2 separate regions of the Sus scrofa genome follow, and region 1 is linked to region 2. A link is a contact called in public Hi-C data. All regions are on one chromosome and are shown on one strand. Each heading gives the region's core, a stretch centred on a gene start, on an enhancer-like site or on the middle of the called end of the contact. The rest is flanking DNA. Distances are from core to core; before and after follow the strand shown. Region 1 overlaps RNF144B (E3 ubiquitin-protein ligase RNF144B). Region 2 overlaps RNF144B (E3 ubiquitin-protein ligase RNF144B).

What was found. Hi-C and Micro-C count contacts between places; a contact is called where the count stands out from the background.
Region 1: a Hi-C map of skeletal muscle shows a contact between it and region 2, with 5 times the contacts expected there. The contact joins two enhancer-like sites. A contact is called at or near these places in 5 of 47 Hi-C or Micro-C datasets (liver and skeletal muscle) and 1 of 2 datasets of contacts at active chromatin or transcription factors (skeletal muscle).

Annotation. Positions count from the first base shown.
Region 1 is chr7:14,102,719-14,109,240 of Sscrofa11.1, reverse strand. RNF144B (E3 ubiquitin-protein ligase RNF144B) reads right to left here. Exons shown (of 8, transcript XM_021100236.1): 5 at 1,143-1,347. Among named protein-coding and RNA genes, the nearest start is that of RNF144B, 160 kb to the right of the region's middle. Within about 2 kb of position 4,415, at least 4 of the 83 cell types and tissues checked have an H3K27ac peak or open chromatin away from gene starts, as enhancers often do. A contact at or near this core is called in skeletal muscle, where this site is marked.
Region 2 is chr7:14,019,517-14,025,351 of Sscrofa11.1, reverse strand. All of the region lies in intron 1 of RNF144B (E3 ubiquitin-protein ligase RNF144B), which reads right to left. Among named protein-coding and RNA genes, the nearest start is that of RNF144B, 76 kb to the right of the region's middle. Within about 2 kb of position 4,426, at least 5 of the 83 cell types and tissues checked have an H3K27ac peak or open chromatin away from gene starts, as enhancers often do. A contact at or near this core is called in skeletal muscle, where this site is marked.

The sequences.
Region 1 (6,522 bases), core at 3,166-5,665, 84 kb before region 2:
GTTGTCAAACCTAGGATCGAATTTGCTGCTCCTAATAACCTCATACAGCAGTAGGACAGCTACCATTTTCATTCCTGTTTCTCTCTCTCTCTCTCTTTTTTTTTTTCCCCCCAAATAGAGAAACAGACTCACAGAGGCTGCGTGACTTGCATGAGATCGCAAGAGCCCAAATGACAACATCAGAACTCAATCGTTCTTGCCTCTGGGATCGTTCCACTGTCCTGTGAATCCTGGGGACCTTACGGTGTGGCAGTGAAAATGTAGCCGGTACTGACTGAGCGGGCACCTGCCTGCCATGTGTGTCAGCTCTTTTTCTCCTCTTGATTTGTTTGGTCTGGGATTCAAGCTCAGCATCACATCCAGGTAGCATGACTGTTCCTGGAGAAGGGTGCTCCACACTCTGAGCGCACTGGGGGATTAAGCCAACAGGGTGGCAACAGTGGTGTTTCTGTTCTTGCTCATGCAGAACAGCCATAGCCTCAAGCAAAGCAAGGGATCAAGCACAAAGGTCTCTCACTCTGGGCTCTGCTCCTGCCATAAAAACCCTCCATCCTGCAAGGGAGAGAGTGAATTACTTCCCAAGCTAACATCTCAACCTTGGCATCATTTTTTTCAGAGCATAAAGTATTTTCCTCTAGGATGCATGAATTTTTAGCAGTGTGTCACACTAAAGGCTGTTTCTTCTCTTGCAGTGTTCCTCTTGATAGGACTGGCACACCTCACAAGCTGGCAACTGAGTCAAGTCAGAAAATTATTTCTGCGCCTTCGCAAGCAGGAAGAACCAGGTGTATCCACTGTGGGCGGCTATGGTACCCAAGCAAATGGCTGTGGACAAGCCATGACATCCTGCTGAGAACCAGCAGACCATATGCCTCCTACCTAAAGAGAAATCAAAATTCATACAGACTCTAACTTCAGTAGTATCTGGAAGATTCTCCGGGGGTAAATAACTAAAATTCCTTTGGAAATGCTTATTTGGTTATTCTTTGTTAACAACCTACCAATTCGGAGACACTTCTCAGGAAAGTTCCACAGGGAAATAACTCATCTTGAAATTCCATCACAAGGTAACTCCTCCTCCAAGCAACATATTTCTTCTAAGAATATGGGTGAATAATCCCAAAGAAAGTTTTCTTTCTTACCCATGCTCTGTTGGCAGGACCACAGGCTGACTCTCTTTACAGGAGACCTCTGCGTGCCAAGCATCCTTGCAACATGAGCAGAACTTCAGGTGGCAAGAAGGACACTCCACCAGCACCGGCTGTCCTGGGTCACTAGATGCAACAGGGCACACTGTCTGACAGTCTGCAACAGGACACCACGTTCTGCAGGGGTCCAAGTGAACTTCTAAAGTGTAAAGAAAGAAAATATGACAGTCTGTCTGTCATTCAAGCTTCAGGCTTTCTCCCCTCCATTTATTCTCTGCTATAGGCTAATGTTTTGGGAAGCTTAATACAACCAAGGGCGATGCTGCTGCTCTTGGTCTTCACGATGGGTCCAAACCTACAAGATCACTCGGCCCTGCCACACTTCTCAAAGGAGGTACTCATGGGACAGGTCACCGCTGTCCTTACGAATGGATAAGGAGTCTTCTTACTAACTAAAATTTGTCACTCTTTGGGAATATTCCTCACCTTTCAACACTCGAAATAGGCAAAAACCTCAAGTGTCTTTTTCACTTATTTTGAGTACTCTTTTGGAGAAAAACTGGACATGAAGAATACACCAAAGATTTTGTCCTTTCGGGCACTGAGAAATAGATACGAGGTTTCTTCTGTCGTTTAGAGAGAAATAATAGGACAAGGAAAAAATCAAATAGTTTAGGGACCATGCAGTGTCTGGTGTGGCTTAGCCAAGAAGTCAGATTAGCTGTCAATTTGGATATTCCTCTGCCCTACCAAAGGGCTGCTTAAGGGTAATTTGTAAAAGAGCCACATGGTCCAAAAAAAAAAAGGTAGAGACCTTCACAGACCATAAAATGATCGTCATACACCACACTGGGTAGATCCGAACGGCACGCAAAAAAGAAAACAGAGTGGAGGGTGGGTGACCGTCTTTCGAGCATTTACACATCTTGTTCAGTTTTCCATTTTCTAGGCGATAAAAGACCCCGTGTTCTTGTCCTACGACATGACCTTTCATGGAGAAATGTCAGGTGAAAAGTGATGTTACTTGAGGGGTAGAGTAGCCCGTTTTTCTCTGAACCACTACTTTTGCAAATTTTGAAAAATTTTGAAAACTGACGGAATTATCATTTCAAACCTCTTAAGGCTTGTAATTCTTGGAAAGTCCATGCAGAAAGCAAACAAACTGAAAGGGTGGTGCAAAAAGGAAATGAAAGTATTGACTATGAGCTTAGTTTTAAAGGTAATAATTTCTACCAATTCAATATCAGGAGAAAACAGGGACCGGATATCTACTCACTTAAACCAACGACTTCTTGCAAACAGAGCCCCCTTCACCCATCAGCCTCCTCTTTTAAATAATTTCAATAAAAAGAAAGTACTGCTAGTTAGAATCGCAAGATTAAAGCCTGGAGAAATGTCCAGCCATCCAGGAGATACCCATAGCAGCAAAACAATATCGTTTGTTTATGTAGCTTTCTGGGGGGCGGGGGCGGGGGGGTGCCCACATATCTCTTTCACAGGAGTGCTTGAGCTTCTTCAACAGCTTTTAAATACTGCTCTGGTTATGTAAAAGACACCTGCCAAAGACGGTGTGCTGTATATTCTTGATAAACCATTAAAAACCCAGTAAATGACAAATTGGGGTTGGGGAGGGGGATGGCTGGGGTCAATTTAGCCAAACTTGTGAAAATCCTGTTTTATATTTCCGTGTTAAAATCAGGAGCAAAGTAAGTGAACAAGGAGTGAAGGATAGAGGGTTGAATTTCTCTTACTGGATGGAGATGCAGATAGGACTGCAAGAATTTATCCCTTATATACTCAAATAGCCTAAGTTGTCTGTAGAAATTCATGAAGGACAATCTTTGGGAAGAAAAGGTACCCTGGTGTCCCTGGACCTGGAGACACAAAGAATACTTCCTTCATTTGTTTTTCTTTCTGTTTTTATTTTTTATTCATGACAGAGACCCCTCAGCTCAAATGTACATGATCTACTCTTCCCATTGAGTAGCTATTAATTTGGTTAGAATTGAGAGAGAGAAGCCTTTGGAACTGTTACACTGGTAAGAACCAGATGACACTGAGTAAACATCACTTCTGTTTTTGAAGGTTTTCTTTTCTTTTTTTTTTTTATAGCTGAGGATTTTAAAAAATCACATTGAGGTCTATAATTTAGAACCATAAATAAGCAGCCAATGTACATATGGTTTTGATCTGAAAGATGTCCAGCTTTTATCCAAGTAATGCAAACGGAAAGATCTACACATATAATAAGGCAGTCCAATTTTACAAGGAGCTAAGTGAGCAGAGGGAAGAGTCACAGGAGATAATGTGGGAACAGTCAGGAAGGGCCAGATAGCAGATTATGATGATAAGCCGTAAACGTGATGAGATGCCACTGGAGGAGAAGGCATTTTAATCAGGGGAGTGCCATGATCTGATTTCCACTTACTAAAGATTATTCTGGCAACTATAAGAAGAAAGGCTGGTAGTAGAACAAAGGAGCAGCAGAGAGCTCTGTTAGGAGGCCACTGCAGCGGTCTAATCCAAGATGATACATGTTAGAAGCAGAAGTTCTGATAATTTAGAGCATATTTTGAAGGTGAAAACTGTCCAGATTTCCTGGCAGAGAGGCAGTTGGATGCAGTCATGCCAGGTGACAACTACGGACCTAGAAAGGTACCTGGAAAGTAGTATTCGTTGACTAAAGGAGGGAAGCAACATCAAAGAAATATAAGAAACAGGATCTGTATTCCCTATGGCAATAAAAGATAATGATAGCATCTCTGGTAAGGTTCTATATTGTTCAGCTCTGCCTTCAGATATTTCCAGGGAACAGAAACAACTATCCAGAGATATCTCTGTAGGGGCATCTTGGGGTCTCTTGGAGAAGAGTTTCCCCCAATGGAACAGAGATCAAGACCTACGAGTCTGACCAGGTTACACTGATAAGGTATCTGAGTACAGTACAGCATCTGTCCTTCCAACTGTCCTTCAGCCCAGCTCCCAGAAGAGCAGCTCCAAGTAAAAGTCCACTGCATCTAAAAGACTTGTTTGCTTTCTTAAAAAATTATTACAATTCCAATATGCCATGAAGAGCACAGTTTTGCTTTCTATACCTGAAGTAACACAGGGTCCCCCAAGTGGGGCCTAAAGCCAGCGTGGTAGAAAAGGGGAAAATGCTGAGGAGGCATCAGACCTTGGCAGCCCTGGCAGCTCACAGGACCTGCCAGAATCCAAGCCAAAAAGGAACAGATTAATGGACAGCAGGTGGGAGCCAAATGGCAATCTCATCAGCAAGTGCTGTCTTCTCCTCACTCTCTCATCTACCCCAACTATCTGAGAGGAGTCTGAAGGGAAGGAGAGCCCCCAGGCTTAGTGGGGGACTTTCTAAAATGCTTTTTATTACTATTATTGAGAATTCAATTCTACCTCCTGGCTTGTGGCCTGGGAAACAGAGTGATTATGTAGATAAACCAAATGCACGCTTATCCAAACATTTAAGGTTTAGTTTCTTCCTCCTTCCAATTTCTATTTCAAAGATGAAGAAAACAATGAACTGATGCCCATTCAACTAATTTCTCCTGTATCGGCAGTGGTGCAAGTCTGCTGTAGCTTTGAGATGGGGAAAAACTCAGAAGTCTAGCAAAAGAGAATAGTGCCCCCAGCACTTTTAACATGAACGGAATTTAAAAGTGATTGTTTGTAACATACTTAAATCAGAGACAGACAGGTCACAGACCTGAACTGGAATTTACTTATGAAAATTAGAGTTGATTACTGAAGTAAAGCCCCATGACTCTCTGATCTTCAGACTCTGCTTGTTCATGTAAATTATGCAAGGCAGGAAATGCTATTTAAAGCTATTCTGTGCTCTGACAATTATTAGGAAATAGAAACACTCCAAGAAAATAAAACTGCCATGAAACATAAAGACCACATCTGACCCCAATAACTTCTTTCAGTTTTCAAAAAACTAACTGGAGACCCTTGGTTTTCCCACCTGGAACTATCAGCATTCGATACGGCAGAGCTTGCTTTTTATTCTATTATACATTTTCTCAACTACTATGAGAAGTTTTTCTGCCATTTTCTACCATTGTGAGGCTGTTCCAAAAAAGACATCGTGTACATTTTTTATGATTGTGGGAAATACCATGCACTCAAGCTAATTTGATTATCAGCTGAAATAAATCAAACTGTTTTAACTTTTATGACCTGCTGCATTTTTAATTATGCCAAAATTAATTTGCTTTCTGCTATCTCAAAGAACAAAGGTCTTCTGCAGATGGTTAAAATGCAATTAAACTGAACTGATTGGAATTAACATCTGCTAGCGTAAACATACCCGAACAGAAGTGGCCATCAGCAGAGGGGCTGCTCTCAAGACAGTTGAAGAGAACCACAAAATTTCAAGCTTGGAAACAACTTTTGAGGTTATCTGGTCTAAAACTGTTGTACTGAGCCCAAAAGAAGTAGAGAGTTGGCATAACTCATGGTTAGGTAGTATATGAAGGATCGGGCCTTTTTTACTCTAGAATATCATTATTTATGTAAAAACATAATCAGGTAATTAAACATATTTTAAGCGCCCCTATCACCACGGGAATCTTTTCTCTTTCAAGCAGAAACTTTGAATGCTCCATCTCAGCAAGTCATAATATCCTCTTGAAGCTGGTCAGAAAAGGTGGATTCACGCTTTGAGTAAGAATATACACATGAAGGAAACTGATATAATAGGTGGTGTAAGGAATCTGCCTAGATTATTAAGTTTCTATAAAACTCTAGAATCTAGGACACAAAGGACGGAAACACAGTGAAAAAGACTTGAGTTACGATGAAAAGTAAACAGATTGATATTATTGTGCACTCAGGCCAAGGTCTGATCTGGATTCTGGAAGATGTTCCTTAGTTTAAAAGACTGGGGACAAGACTCGAGGGTGCAATGACAACAACCAGAAGAATAACAATAATGGCAGTAATAATTCATCGAAGGCACACTGTGACATAGACAATATGAACTCATTTATTCTCTACAACAGCTCCAGGACAATCATTCCATCACTATCCCCATTTTGTTGATGAGGAAATGGAAGTGCAGACAGGACGAGGCAAAGGCTTATGAACACTGTGCCTCTAATTCAGGTCCCCTTTAGAAACCTCATCCAACTTGCTAATAAAGGTCTTTTCTTGCACACACTTCAGTTTTTCAGAGGAGATCTGAAACATCTAGAGCGCGTGCTGTTTGAGATTTAAAATTGATCAGCAAAAAAGAACTAGATGGTAAAGCTGAAGCAGTGTAAGCCAAGGAGAAAGTGTTACTATCAGAAAGCACAGAAGAGCTGGGGAAGGAAATCCTAGACTTAGTCATGCATTTACCACGAAACACCAGAAAGTC
Region 2 (5,835 bases), core at 3,177-5,676:
ACTAGGGGTCGAATCGGAGTTGTAGCCACCAGCCTACGCCAGAGCCACAGCAACGCAGGATCCGAGCCGCGTCTGCAACCTACACCACAGCTCATGGCAACGCCGGATCGTTAACCCACTGAGCAGGGCAGGGACCGAACCCGCAACCTCATGGTTCCTAGTCGGATTCGTTAACCGCTGCGCCACGACGGGAACTCCTCTATGATTTATTCTTTTATCACAAGTTTTGTCTGGGAGCGTTTCTTAATTTCCAACTACTTTGGGGGGTGTCATATTTTTATTATTACTTTCTAGTTTAATTGGATTATGAGGAAATGCAATCTTTAAAAAACTCTATTTTTTTATATTTGCTATAGTTGTGCTTTGTTTTTGACCAAATAGGTTCATATTTCTATTTCCAGTAATTGGGGTTTGGAAAATTACACATCTCCAAAGAAATGCTCCCTGGAAGCCGACTTGGTGATGAGACCAGGTAACCGGCCCTGCTCTCCTATTAGTAACAATGGCTCATGTTGCAAAAGAACTCTAACTTGCAAATCTGGAGCCTCTCCATAGAAAACAAGGCAATCAATTATTTTTAACAGCTAGATGATTGCATCACCTAGGCGTTTAATCAAAGCAAACCAAAGACATGGAATACCCCTGAATGGTTACCCAGAAAGCACCTCATTTTAAGTTTTCGTTTTCCAACCTGGCATCTCAATGTCTCCTCAGCATTAGTGGACCTTCACAAGCATCAAGGCAAACATGCTGTCCATCTACAAATCCAAGAGAAACACATTTGTCTTGCATGTCAAGAATGTCTCAGTATGATTCACCAAAACCTGGAGTTGAAAGGGCTAGAACAATTTTAAATGCAAGAAACAGCTGAAATATTTAGTCCCACCAAAGCTTTGAAGACACTGTACTCAAATCAGATCAGCCTCGCTGATCTAAGATGCAGACAATGAGCACATTCAAGAGAGGAAATCTTGTTTATAAACACCAAGGAAATTCCAAACGCGTACAAAAGAATTTGTAGATATTCCAGCAAAGATGTACTTGGAGGCAGGGTGTTGTTTTCCAAAAGTTTCTCCTGAAAGTTCATAAAGATAAAGTGGGAACTCCCTCAGGCCTGCTGCACTTGCAGAAGAAATAGATTATGCTCCTGAACATCTACTATGTACCAGAAACAGTTCTTGGTACTAAGCATGGTGCATACATCCTCTTTTAATTTCACAAAAGTCATCCTTACAGGAAAAAAATCTGAGGTTATCTACTTGCATTTTTAAGTGGTTAGTAACTTATATACTGGAAACGCTCATTAAAAGCTAAGTTCAACTATAAAATTCGCTCATGATATAATCCATTTAGGGTTGGATTAAGACTCCAATATTTTTACCTCTAAGTTAGGAAGAATCTTCTACAATTTATAAGCTTTCAGGCTGTTATTAGGCAAACTAGTGTTTCAAACACGGACTAATATACCCATCCACTGACTTTGTTTTGGGATTTTTTTTTATTACTCAAATGAATTTATCACATCTGTAGTTGTATAATGATCATCACAATCCAATTTCATACGATTTCCATCCCACAACCCAAGCACATCCCCCCACCCTCTTGGGGGGTTTTTTGTCTTTTTTTTCAGGTGCACCAGCGACATATGGAGGTTCCCAGACTAGAGGTCCAATCAGAGCTGTAGCTGCTGGCCTACACCACAGCCACAGCAACACCAGATCCAAGCCGTGTATGCAACTACACCACAGCTCACGGCAACGGCGGACCCTTAACCCACTGAGTAAGGCCAGGGATAGAATCTGCAACCTCATGGTTCCTAGTCAGATTCATTTTCACTGCGCCACGATGGGAACTCCCTCACCCACTGACTTTGAAATAACTGCTACATAAAAATTAAGTAATAAGTCATCTGATCAAATGACCTCATGCAATCTAATCCCACCTGGTATTACACAATTAAGTTAGAGCATCACAGAGTTAATTCTGGCTAATAACCTAAATAATTATAGTTGGCACAAAATTCAAAGTAACCTGTAACTCACCTACCTTTTTTAGATTCATCTTCTGCCCTTTGCACTTTGGATCTAAGTTCCAGCCATACTAAGCTACTTTCAGCCACGCTGAATTTCTCATTCACAAATTCCTCAGTTTTCCATTCGCCCAGACCAGTCTTCCCCACCTTTTTCACCTGATGAAGAGCTCCTCACTTCCCAGAATGTCAAGGTCTATTTCTTCTGGGACCTCCCCTTTACCTACCACCTCTCAACCTCGTTAGATGGCCTCCTCTGGTCTTCCTCCCTTAGTATGAAGCTCTTATCCTATTACAGTACCCATTTCTTCATGCAGTAAACATTTATTAAGCTCCTATTCTCTACCGGGTTCTTTATTAAGTACTGGGACTACAAAGATGAATAAAACTTAAGGCTTCATTCAAGTTGTGATGGTAAAGACAGTGATTCCAGTCAGAGCAGGGCCACCAGGATTCAGGAAGGCAGCTTTGTGATCCCGCCCTGTAGGACAGGAAGAGTCGAATGGGTAGATGTGTGAGAAGCCAACAGGGAGGAAACTGGGAAAAGTAAATTGCATGAGTAAAGGTAGAAAGATAGAGAACAGATAAGCTTTGCTGATGACAGAAAAAAATGCTCCAGCCAAGGCATTTGGTTAAAAACAACAATAACAGTAACTTGAAAATGACTCATTTTAAATTTGCTCAAGCTATTACAAAAGCAAAAGATAATCATAGAAAATCAGCCCTCACTTTATTAGTAATTGTTGTTAGTATCTAGTGCTTTCTTCAACACAGAGGCTTATCAGTGACAGGTTAAAGTTCCAAATTTTATCTAAAGACATAAAGGGTATTTTATGACTGTTCCGATAGGCATCAGTGAATAAAGATAACAGTCATTAATATACCAAGCTGAGAAATGGAGTGAGTAGAAGATCACCATTCCATGTAAGGATGAGAACAAATCAAGGCACATGATAGAAATGGGGTACAAGGTTCCTTGACCATTCTATTAGGATTAGGAGGCCTTTGTCAAGAATCTGTCTTCCTTTCCTATGACCTAATGTACACATACAGGCTTAAACTTTTCTTGGTGGATTTGTGGAATTCCCATTATGGCTCAGCAGGTTAAAGACCTGATGTTGTCTCTGTGAGACGCAGGCTCAATCCCTGGTCTCGCTCACTGTGTTCAGAATCCAGTGCTGCTGTGTCTATGGCATAGGCTCCAGCTGCAGCTCTGATTTAACCCCTGGCCCAGCAAATTCTATGTGCTCCAGGTACAGCTGTAGAAAAAAAAAAAATTGTAGGCTCTTTGATCAACAGAGACAAACCTTTTCAGAGTGACCAATGTTAACGACACTGGATTACTTAGATTCTAGAGAAAACTTTAACCTGCAATTTTTACACATACCGCTAAAGAACCTTGTACAATATAGATGGTGCAGTACCTACCAACCACTTCCACAATTGGAAATGAGGAAGCAGAAATCAAATACCATCATCCTCAAAAGAAGGCAGTTAAACTTGGGTGGCCACCTGCCCAGCTCATGCTAATCGTTTCAGTCGAGATTGCTCCAGATGCTCCTGTGACATCACATCAGCTCATGCCTCTTTTCAGACAACATGGTAACAGTAAGTGCCCCCAAACAAGCAGAAGCATTGTGATCCACACCATGCTCTGAATTGCGCTATGCTTTTTTCTACTGCATTCAAGAAAATCAAATGAGGATGAAATGACGAAGGACGGAACACTATTACCTCTTTTCTGCAATGACTGAGTAAAAGACATTGAGCACAATACCCCAGGCTTAGAATAAATCTCTGCAAATAAAATCTAAGCAAATAAATCTTTTCTATAATAGAACATAAACTATTTTGTTCTAACCTCTTAAAACTATCAAAACCTAGGTTACTATGGCAATGTGACCTCATCTGAGTGCTTCCACAAACACCTTCTAGTTGAAGTTGCATTATTTCCCTTTCGCAAATGAGAAAACTGAGTAATGAAAAATGAACAGACTTTCCTGGAGTCAAACAGGCTATTACTCACACAACATGGACTAGAACCTAATAACCAAGTCAAGTGATTTTCTGCTAGAGCGCCCAGCAGCCCGAAATAAACTTTATAAGTGAAATCAAGCTCCCCTTGTTCGCCTATCAGGATCTTTTTTGGAAGGAGGGCAAAAATAGAAGGTTAATGTGAAACCTTTCATTCTATTTTTAAATATCTACTTTGGGCAACAAGCCAGGTGTTGTGCCAAAACAAATAGACAATACTCCCATCTTAGCAAAATCCCAATCTCAACCAAAAAGAAAACAGAAAACATACACTGAGAAGCGAGTTCAGCAGCTCTGAGGGCATTACTTCTCAGCATTAACCTTCTACAGGGAGGAAGGGGCAAGTTTCCTGGAAGAGTCAACAGTCAAAGAGCATGACTCAAAGACTATTTTAGTACAAGATCCTCTTTCACCCTTGTTGTCCATCTGTTTTGCTGAGAATGTAAAGTTGCCTGGGTCCAAGTCAAAAAGGGGATGAAATCACCTGCCAAAGCCACATATGCAAGAGCCCCACAAAGGCACACAGTGATGACATAACACGGCCGTGCAAATAGAGGGCAGTGCCCATCTCCCGGTACCTGGCTGGTCTTCTATGCAGTCATGTTGCCTCATTCCAGGGAGAGGAGTCTAGGAATTCAGCTAAACAAATGGGGACTACTGGAGAACTCATTATTAATTTACTGTAGACTAATCGAAGGGAAAGAACAACTCGACTGCATACAAGAAAAAATAGTTAATATTTTACAAGCAGGCATTGACTAACTAATGGCAATACCTATTTATCAAATGTTACAGCCAGTTATTCTTCCTCTCTACTTTTTCACCCCAGCCTTGCCTATGTTGCCCATGAGAGTTACTAAGGACATCAAACTCACTTCTCTCCACCTTGCTCTTCCTTTCATGCCATCTAGCACTCCTGCATCTTTCCATACCTCAAGCCCACACCAATCAGCTACCTACACAGCGCCATGGTTTCCCCCACCTTCTTTAGAGTGAGGGAAAAAAAAAAAAGCAAGGTCCAAGAGTATCAAACTTTAGAGAAATGCAAGGGAATTATTATTCAGGAAGCTCGTGAATTCAGGGCTTTAGACATAAAAGAGCCAGACTCTCATTTTAATGACAAGGATACCAATTCAGCTGTGTTGTAGACCAAATGATCACTTACAGTTTGGGTAGAAACCTAATCTCACAAGTATAATATGGTTTCCATAGTAAAATGAGTTCCAAGTTCTAAACCACTGACCTGCAAACAAACTTTCAGAATACTTAATATTCCTAAGTTTGGGCCACCTACGGGAAAAAAAGTAATGACAAATGTTTCTCCTTGAGTTTCTCTTTGCAGCTGTAGGAGAATATAGTGAGAGGATATGTGGATCTAACTGGGTGCAGAGATTTGACCTCCTTCCTCAGAAGCGGCTTCAACTGAGAAAGGAGTTGGTGATCACCATTTGTTCCAAAGGGCCCTAGGTGAATTTATTCTTCTCACTAGACCCAATGAGAGTAATTTGACTCACTTCGTGATAAGTAGTGACTAGTAGGGAAAGGACTCTTAACATTATCATAAAGAGACAGTAACAAGAGGACAGGTTCATGGAGTGTTTTATTAGCTTTATATTGGCAAAGAGTCAGTGGCATTGTGGACATTGCAGCTTAAAGCAAAAGTCAATTTCCAAGAAGGCAAGTGGTTTCCTCTGAACAGAAACTATAACCATACTCCTATATGTGTGTGTGTATCTGTGTGTGTGTGTCTGTGTGTGTCTATGTAAAGACAC